2 separate regions of the Arachis hypogaea genome follow, and region 1 is linked to region 2. A link is a contact called in public Hi-C data. All regions are on one chromosome and are shown on one strand. The core of a region is the stretch at or near the end of the contact, and the rest is flanking DNA. Distances in the headings are between cores, read along the strand shown.

Evidence for each region. A called contact is a pair of places that touch in the nucleus more often than the background predicts.
Region 1: a contact with region 2 is called in a Hi-C map of an unstated tissue, with 6 times the contacts expected there. The contact joins the enhancer-like site here to the promoter of LOC112756322 in region 2. A contact is called at or near these places in 4 of 8 Hi-C or Micro-C datasets (leaf and an unstated tissue).

The regions. Positions count from the first base shown.
Region 1 is chr16:9,353,520-9,357,016 of arahy.Tifrunner.gnm2.J5K5, reverse strand. No RefSeq gene overlaps it. Among protein-coding and RNA genes, the nearest start is that of TRNAK-UUU, 2.9 kb to the right of the region's middle. Within about 2 kb of position 2,011, at least 3 of the 3 cell types and tissues checked have open chromatin away from gene starts, as enhancers often do.
Region 2 is chr16:9,281,917-9,285,702 of arahy.Tifrunner.gnm2.J5K5, reverse strand. It overlaps LOC112756322 (amino acid transporter AVT1A), which reads right to left and starts at 1,655. Exons shown (of 12, transcript XM_072219242.1): 1 at 1,048-1,655; 2 at 331-611. The coding sequence starts at 1,202.

The DNA.
Region 1 (3,497 bases), core at 762-3,261, 71 kb before region 2:
ACGTACGTACTAAAGTACATGAATATCATGATCATATTCATAATTTCATACTACCATAAAGTTACGTTAAGGACAGGGAAAAAAACTGACAAAAAAGGTTCACCTAAAATTTGAGTACGATTCAAATGTTATAGGTATTGGATTTTAGTTTGAACTTTTTTTTTTCCCAAATATCTTTTAGTTTGAACTTTGAAGAGTCGATCCCAATCAAGTTCAATGTAGAACTATAACGAGTAGCCGATATCTAATTTATAATTACTATAATTTTATACGATATTATGTTGTATAAACAAACAAATAAAAGAGTAAGGCCACAATTAGATCTTTAAGAATTTTGACTTCGAATTAATTAGTCTTAAAAAAATATCAAGTTTTTTATGATAATAAATATTGAATATATATTTCTTTTTTTTTTTAATAGATAGTGCAAAACGAAATAAAGTTGTCTAATATTCATATATGTATTTTGTTATTTATAGTAGTGTGTATTCTATTGTTGCCACTTGCCACATGAGATAGAAATTAAATAATATAATTTTGGATAGGGAAACATTTATTATATTTTTGAGTTTTTATATAATATTTATCAAGTGTTCTCTATTTATCACAAATCCTACTAAAATAAGTGAAATTTTGCTAGACAAGTTGTTATCTGCATGACGATCTTTTATAAAAAAATGCGTCACAGTAAGTGACGATATATATAAGCATCACTATTAAGTTTTACGTGATAAATTAATAGAATGACATTACATGTCTACTGTTTACTATTGCAAATGACTAAATTAGTATTTTTTTTAGTAACTAATTAGTTCGATGATGTCGAAATATTCAAAAATCTAATTGTCATTTTACTCTAAATAAAAAGAAATGTTAAACACTAACATTTTTTTTTAATATTAGTTAATATTTTGGGTCAATACCTTATTTTTATATTATTATAATTTAAAATTTAAAAATTAATCTTTAATATTTAAAATTTATTAAATATTAACTTAAAAATGATAAATAAATGATGGCAGAAAAGTAAGAAAATGACAAAAGAAAAAAGTCGCTTGGATAAAGTATATCATATTTGTGTTTTAGCACATAGCTTTATTGGCATCCACTTCATTTTTTTTTTCAATTTTGAGTGAGCACATTCACTTCATCTTTTAAAATTTGTTAATTTGAGAAAATCTTGCAAGTTGGTATTGTAAAATTAGTATTGCAGTTAACATTTAACGTAAGAAAAAAAAAATATAAAACTCTTAAAAATAAGAACATATAAAATTTAAATTAAAAGAAATATTCGAAATCCAAACTTAGCAAAAGCTAATTTTTAACGGACTTCATATGAGACTTAATTGATAACTTGCTATAGTATTGACTGAAATTAGTTACTATAGTATTAGGTCCCTATCATTAGTATTTCAAATTAGATACTTATACCTCCTTATTTATTTATAGTTGTTACATGCATTTGCGAAAGCCTTTTTTTTTGGTTTAATTGGAACAAGACTTGGAAGTAATTTACCCCTTTCTTTTTTGTGGTGTGGGAAGGGGGGGGGGTGGTCATGGAAACTGAGAAACAGCGTCTTGTTTTTTGTTTTGTTTCCTACAATATCTTCTAATCCGACAGGTTAAGGAATAATCCGTCGCGGATCTGAGGTCCATTTAAGGGTCTGCCACTAGCCAATAGAAAACAACGTCTTTGTTATGATAAACATCAGAACAATTGGTCTTTAGGCCTTAATTCTTTTTTGTCACAATCTTTAGGCCTTAAGTTCGTGGCACAAAATGTTTTAGGTTTCCGTGTTTTCACTTTTGTTTCTTCGGCCCATTAATATTGGGCCTATATGTAAGGCCTGCTTTATTCGAGTCTCATAATTATTAAGATGTGTTAATACATTTAACATAAACTTACCTGGCCCATGACCAAAAATAACTTACCAGACCAAACTAAACCGGAAAAAGCCATAGCAGATCAACACAAAATATAACCCATTACCAGAAATACTTACATCCTCTGTGAATATCTATAATCCATAACTATGCATGTGTTGATGAGATCATTAACCCTCAACACAGACGGATCTCGGCAAAATGGGAAAGCTGGATCAGAAATGAGAATGGAAATTCCGAAATCGGTAGGAGGCTTTTCATACAGTATTGGTAATTGTGCAGCCTTCAAAGCTGAGATTTGCGGGTATATATCTATTATATATTACTAATTTTATAATTAAAATGTGTTATAGGTTATTTTTTCATTGTAATTGAAATCAAATATTTTCTTTCAAAATTAAATATTTCTACCACTTCGCTACTAATTTTACAATTAAAATATGCCATATGTTATTCCTCATTGTAATTAAAATCAAATCTTTCTGTCCAAAATTAAAGAGTTATTTCTTTCTCTACTAATTTTACAACTAAAATATGCCACTTGTATTCTCTCGTTACAATTGCAATAAAATCTTTCTCTCTAAAATTAAAGAGTTCTCCCCTCCTCTTTCTCCATTTTTCTATCCCTCTAATTTCTTCAACCACTCTATCTCTTTTATATATCATTATTAATGATTACTTACAAATTTGACAATCAAAATGTACAACATGATATTATTTAATTTTATTAAAATATTGAAATTAAAATTAAAATATAGCTATATTATATATTACTATCTAATTTAATAACAAAATGTGTCACATGACACTCTTATTTGAGAGAAAATATTTCCTTCCAAATTAATAAACTCCATTTTTAAATTCTCTTATCTACCTCTCTCCTTTTTTTCTATTTCTTTCTATCCTTCTCACTCTATATATAACTTATTATATATTTATATATTATTATCTAATTTAATAACCAAATGTCTTAGATGACATTCTCTTATTAAAATTGAGAGAAAATATTTTTCTCCAAAATTAATAAACTCCCTTTTTAAATTCTCTCATCTATCTCTCTTTTTTTATTTCTCTTTACTCTTTCCAATCTATATATAATTTATAATTTATATTTTATATTAGTAATTTAAAAAGTCAAAATATGTCACCCGATTTTTTATTATAATTAAAATAAATTTTTTTCTTTTAAAATTTTTTTATTATAATTAAAATAAAATTTTTTCTTTTAAAATTAACAAACTCCCTCTCTCATTCTTCATCTTTATCTTTCTCTCTTTTTTCTCATTCTTTATTTTTTCTATCTTTTTATTTTACAAAAAATAAAATTAATAAAATAATATAATTTAAATAAAAAATTATTATTATTATATATTTATTTAGTTTTAAATTTTTACTGCTTATCTTTCTAATCTATATTTTTATTTCTCTTCTCTCAGATATTTATTAAATATAATTTAGAGAGAATACTAATATTATGATTAAAAGTTAAAATCAAGATTCAATTGTTTAAAAGAAATTGATTTTGAATTAATTTTATAACTATCAATATAATTTTTTTATGCTAATATCTAATTATATTTTATATTCGTAGAGAGAAAAAATATTACTTTTAA
Region 2 (3,786 bases), core at 406-2,905:
TATCTTCCAGAAAATTTTCCAAACAAAAATCAACCTTTCAGTCCCTTATATTACTAAGCAGTAAGGTAAGTAATAGCACAGGAGTTATTTACAAGTACTCCTTGTTTCATCGCAATATGACTTATTAAATCAATATCCATTACCAAACTTCTTTTGTTTTTTTTGCACAGCTTAAGTCACATTGTTATAAGGCAAATGCACGTCCTCCTTTTTTCTTTTATCCATAACTATCACTTTTTTAATATATCTTTAAATTATTAATATATCTAAATAAGCATACATGGTTACTGAAAAAAAGGATCACCAAGTAAATAAAATACAATGTGATACCATTGAAAATTGTTTGAGTGAGGTTGCATCCATAACCAAGGGGTAATTCTTCAGGAATTTGCATTTGAATTGAAGCTTTCTCCCACCATGTTGATTGTCTTGTGATCCCATCTTGATGCACACTACCACCATATCCCAGACCAGACAGAAAAGAAGCCTTTGCATCTAGTTCTAAATAACTCTTTGACTTGTTGACGAAGCTTGAATAGATAACACTCGGTCCTCGAAGAAATGATCCAAGACTCGGAGCTGCAGCAATTGAGTAAGAATCAGTTGCTTCTCTGTCATAAGAAAAAAAAAAGAAAGAAACACATAATCAGAGAAGAATAGTGAATGGCCTCATCAACGAAACCAATAACAGAGACACAAAAGGCTACACACATACATCACGTGCCATACTCGCAACAGCTGTTGAGTAAACCAAAAGAATCTAGACAATCTTAGTCACCCTCCTCACACAACCATTACAATGATTTTATTTTATTTTAATAATTCTTTGGTCCCTCAACATTCAAAAAAAAATGGCAAACATAAAGAAGCTCAAACATGCCTCTCTCTCCTCCCCAAGGCATTTGTCAAACACACTCTTTTTCTGTCTCCTTAACATTACCGCAAATCAATTATGCATAATTAATTGTAACTAGAATCAATTCTAAGAAAGGAAAAGCAAACACAGGAAACAAAAATGGCAGTGAAGAAGAAAAAGAATGTCCGTACTTGTAACTTTGAGGCCATTGGCGAGAAGAGAAAGACTCAGGCGGATCTAGCTTATCTTCATTGTCACTACCACTGTCGTAGTTGACGGTTTCAATGTCTTCGTCTTCGTTACCATCATAATTCAACGAAATCTGAGATCGAGAGCCTCTCACCATTACTGCTACCGCACTCTGATCTCTGAGTTGATTTGAAGTTTTGAACTACTCAAACCTGAAACAAACAAATAAATCAAAGAAACTCTATCTTTTTGAACGAGATCCAGATGAATGACATGGCGGTATGGGAGTGAGTGCGCGCGCTCTGAAAATTAATTAAGAAAAATCCAAAACATGGATAATTTTGTGAGGGTTTAGATGAAAGGAACGGTGAGGATTGGGTTTGAATGCGTAACGCATGCATTGGAAAGCGGCGTGTGTAAGAACGAAAGAGCTCAGTAGTACGTAGCCAGTGCTCGACAATTGTAAGCATCTCTTCTCACACTTTCAATCCGTGAAATATGGGACCACTCATCATTTGCTTAGTGTCCTCTACGAACCTTGCTCAATAATAATTCTCATTATTTTAAACGGATTTGAATTTCATTAGTTTGTCTTCCAATGGGTAGATACTAATAATTAAAAAAATACAAATTTTGTTAATCAATGACAACTATTTAACACGCAATTGTATCTGATTGTGACTAGTTGATGATTCAGCATGCAACATGTTGAGGTGGCGCTGATGATGCAATTTCGATAGGCATGGGCTAAATTATTTTTAAATATTTTTAATTTCTTATCTATTTCCTTCTTAAATTGAACAAAATTAATTATTTCATTGTGGAAACGTACCTTTATTTATAGAAATCAAAAACTGATGGAAGAATTTGGAGCTTGTGATTCTTTTGATCTTCGTCAACTAAAGTCTTTCTGTATTTTTAGGCGGTTGAATTGTGACTCTTTTGATGGAAAAAAACAATAAAGGCAACTTTGGTATCTTGGGACCGAAACTCTGAAGGCCTATTTATATTTGAGCATGGCACCTATTCAACTCTAAAGTCTAAATAAAATAGTATCTAAAGTCCAAAAGATAATATATCAAAAATCCAAAAGATAATTATTTAAGGAACAAAAGATAATATCTAGTTTTATTCTGATTTAATTTCAAATCAAAAGTAATAATGACTTATTCAATTTAACATTTATAACAATAAATGAGATCATCATTATATAAGTCATTTACTTTGAAATAGCATAATTTGTTATTATAATCAATATATGTATTGCCCACAAATAAATTAGAAAATTAAATAATTTCCTAATATTTAAAAGTAGGTTTTAAAAGTTAGTTTTTAAAAGGGAATTAAAAAAAATTAAAAAATTATTAAAATTTATTGTTTTTAATTTTTATTTGATAATTAATATTTAAAAGTATAGAATAAAATATATTATTAGATTTGAGTGATGGTTAAATAATAATAAAAAATAATGAATTTTAGTAATTTTTTAATATTTTTTTTAAATTATAGTATTTATATTTAATAAATTAAATAAAAATGACTTTAATAAATACAAACAACAATAAACATGTTTAGTAAAATAATTTTTAAAATTTAAAAATATTATTATAGATATTAATATAAAAATTAAATTTAGATATTAATTAATATATAAAATTATATTAGACTTTTTAATTTTGATGAGCATAAACTAATTTTAAAATATTCTCCTTTAAGTATTTTCAAAAGCACTCCTAATTTTTAAAAACTGTATAAATACATAAGTTTTTTAATTTACCAAATACAAAACGAGATATTTATACTTTTAAAAATTTTTACCAAATTAAATCTAAGTATATCTTAAAATTAGTTATCAATATAAAATATATATTTAAAATAAATTAAATTATAGATACATATATATAAATTAATAATGATTAATTTTAGCATTTAAATAATATTTTTGTCTTACTTTGTATAATAATGTTTCCATTTTTTCACGCATTGCCTTAGAAAAAAGAAAAACCACTTCGAATGTGTTATTTTGATAAAAGGAAAACCTTATTTGTAACACCCTATTATACTAAATCTTATGCTTAAGTCATAAGAATGAGATAGTAAGGTATTACGAACATCTAACAGTAAAAATATACATATATGTATAAAAGAAATAGTATACTAAGAGCCTTGAAACAAACGGGTAAACAAAAATCGCAAAATGAAAAGCGCAACGCTCAAGGAATAGGGCTACTTGCGTACTAAGAAATCTAATATGAAAATGATAATGGTAAACCAAAGATGTAAAGGAAAGCCAAGGAAACAGTAAAACTAGCTCTTGACTCAGCCTGCGAAGCTAAGGCTGGCCGGAGGATATATATATACATATGAACATACATAGGTATCCCCAAAATACACCAAAATACCAAAATAAACTCCTATCTCTCCCTCAACCTCTAGGAGGAGCAGCATACACAAGTTACTTGAATATACAAAAATATAAACAAAAACCCAAAATACATCCAGAAACTACTTCGCTTCAAGATCCAGACGCCTAACGAGGAGCCTCTCGACCTGCATCTGAAAAACAGCAACACAATATGAAATGAGAACCGGAGGTTCTCAACATAGTAAAAGTGCCACGCATATAATAAATAAGGTCCTGAGAATGTCATAGGCAATCCTAGAACTCCGTTATTCAATTATCCAACTTAATTACTAAACAGAAACCATAAACAAGGGTAGGTATTCTAAATCTATCTAAC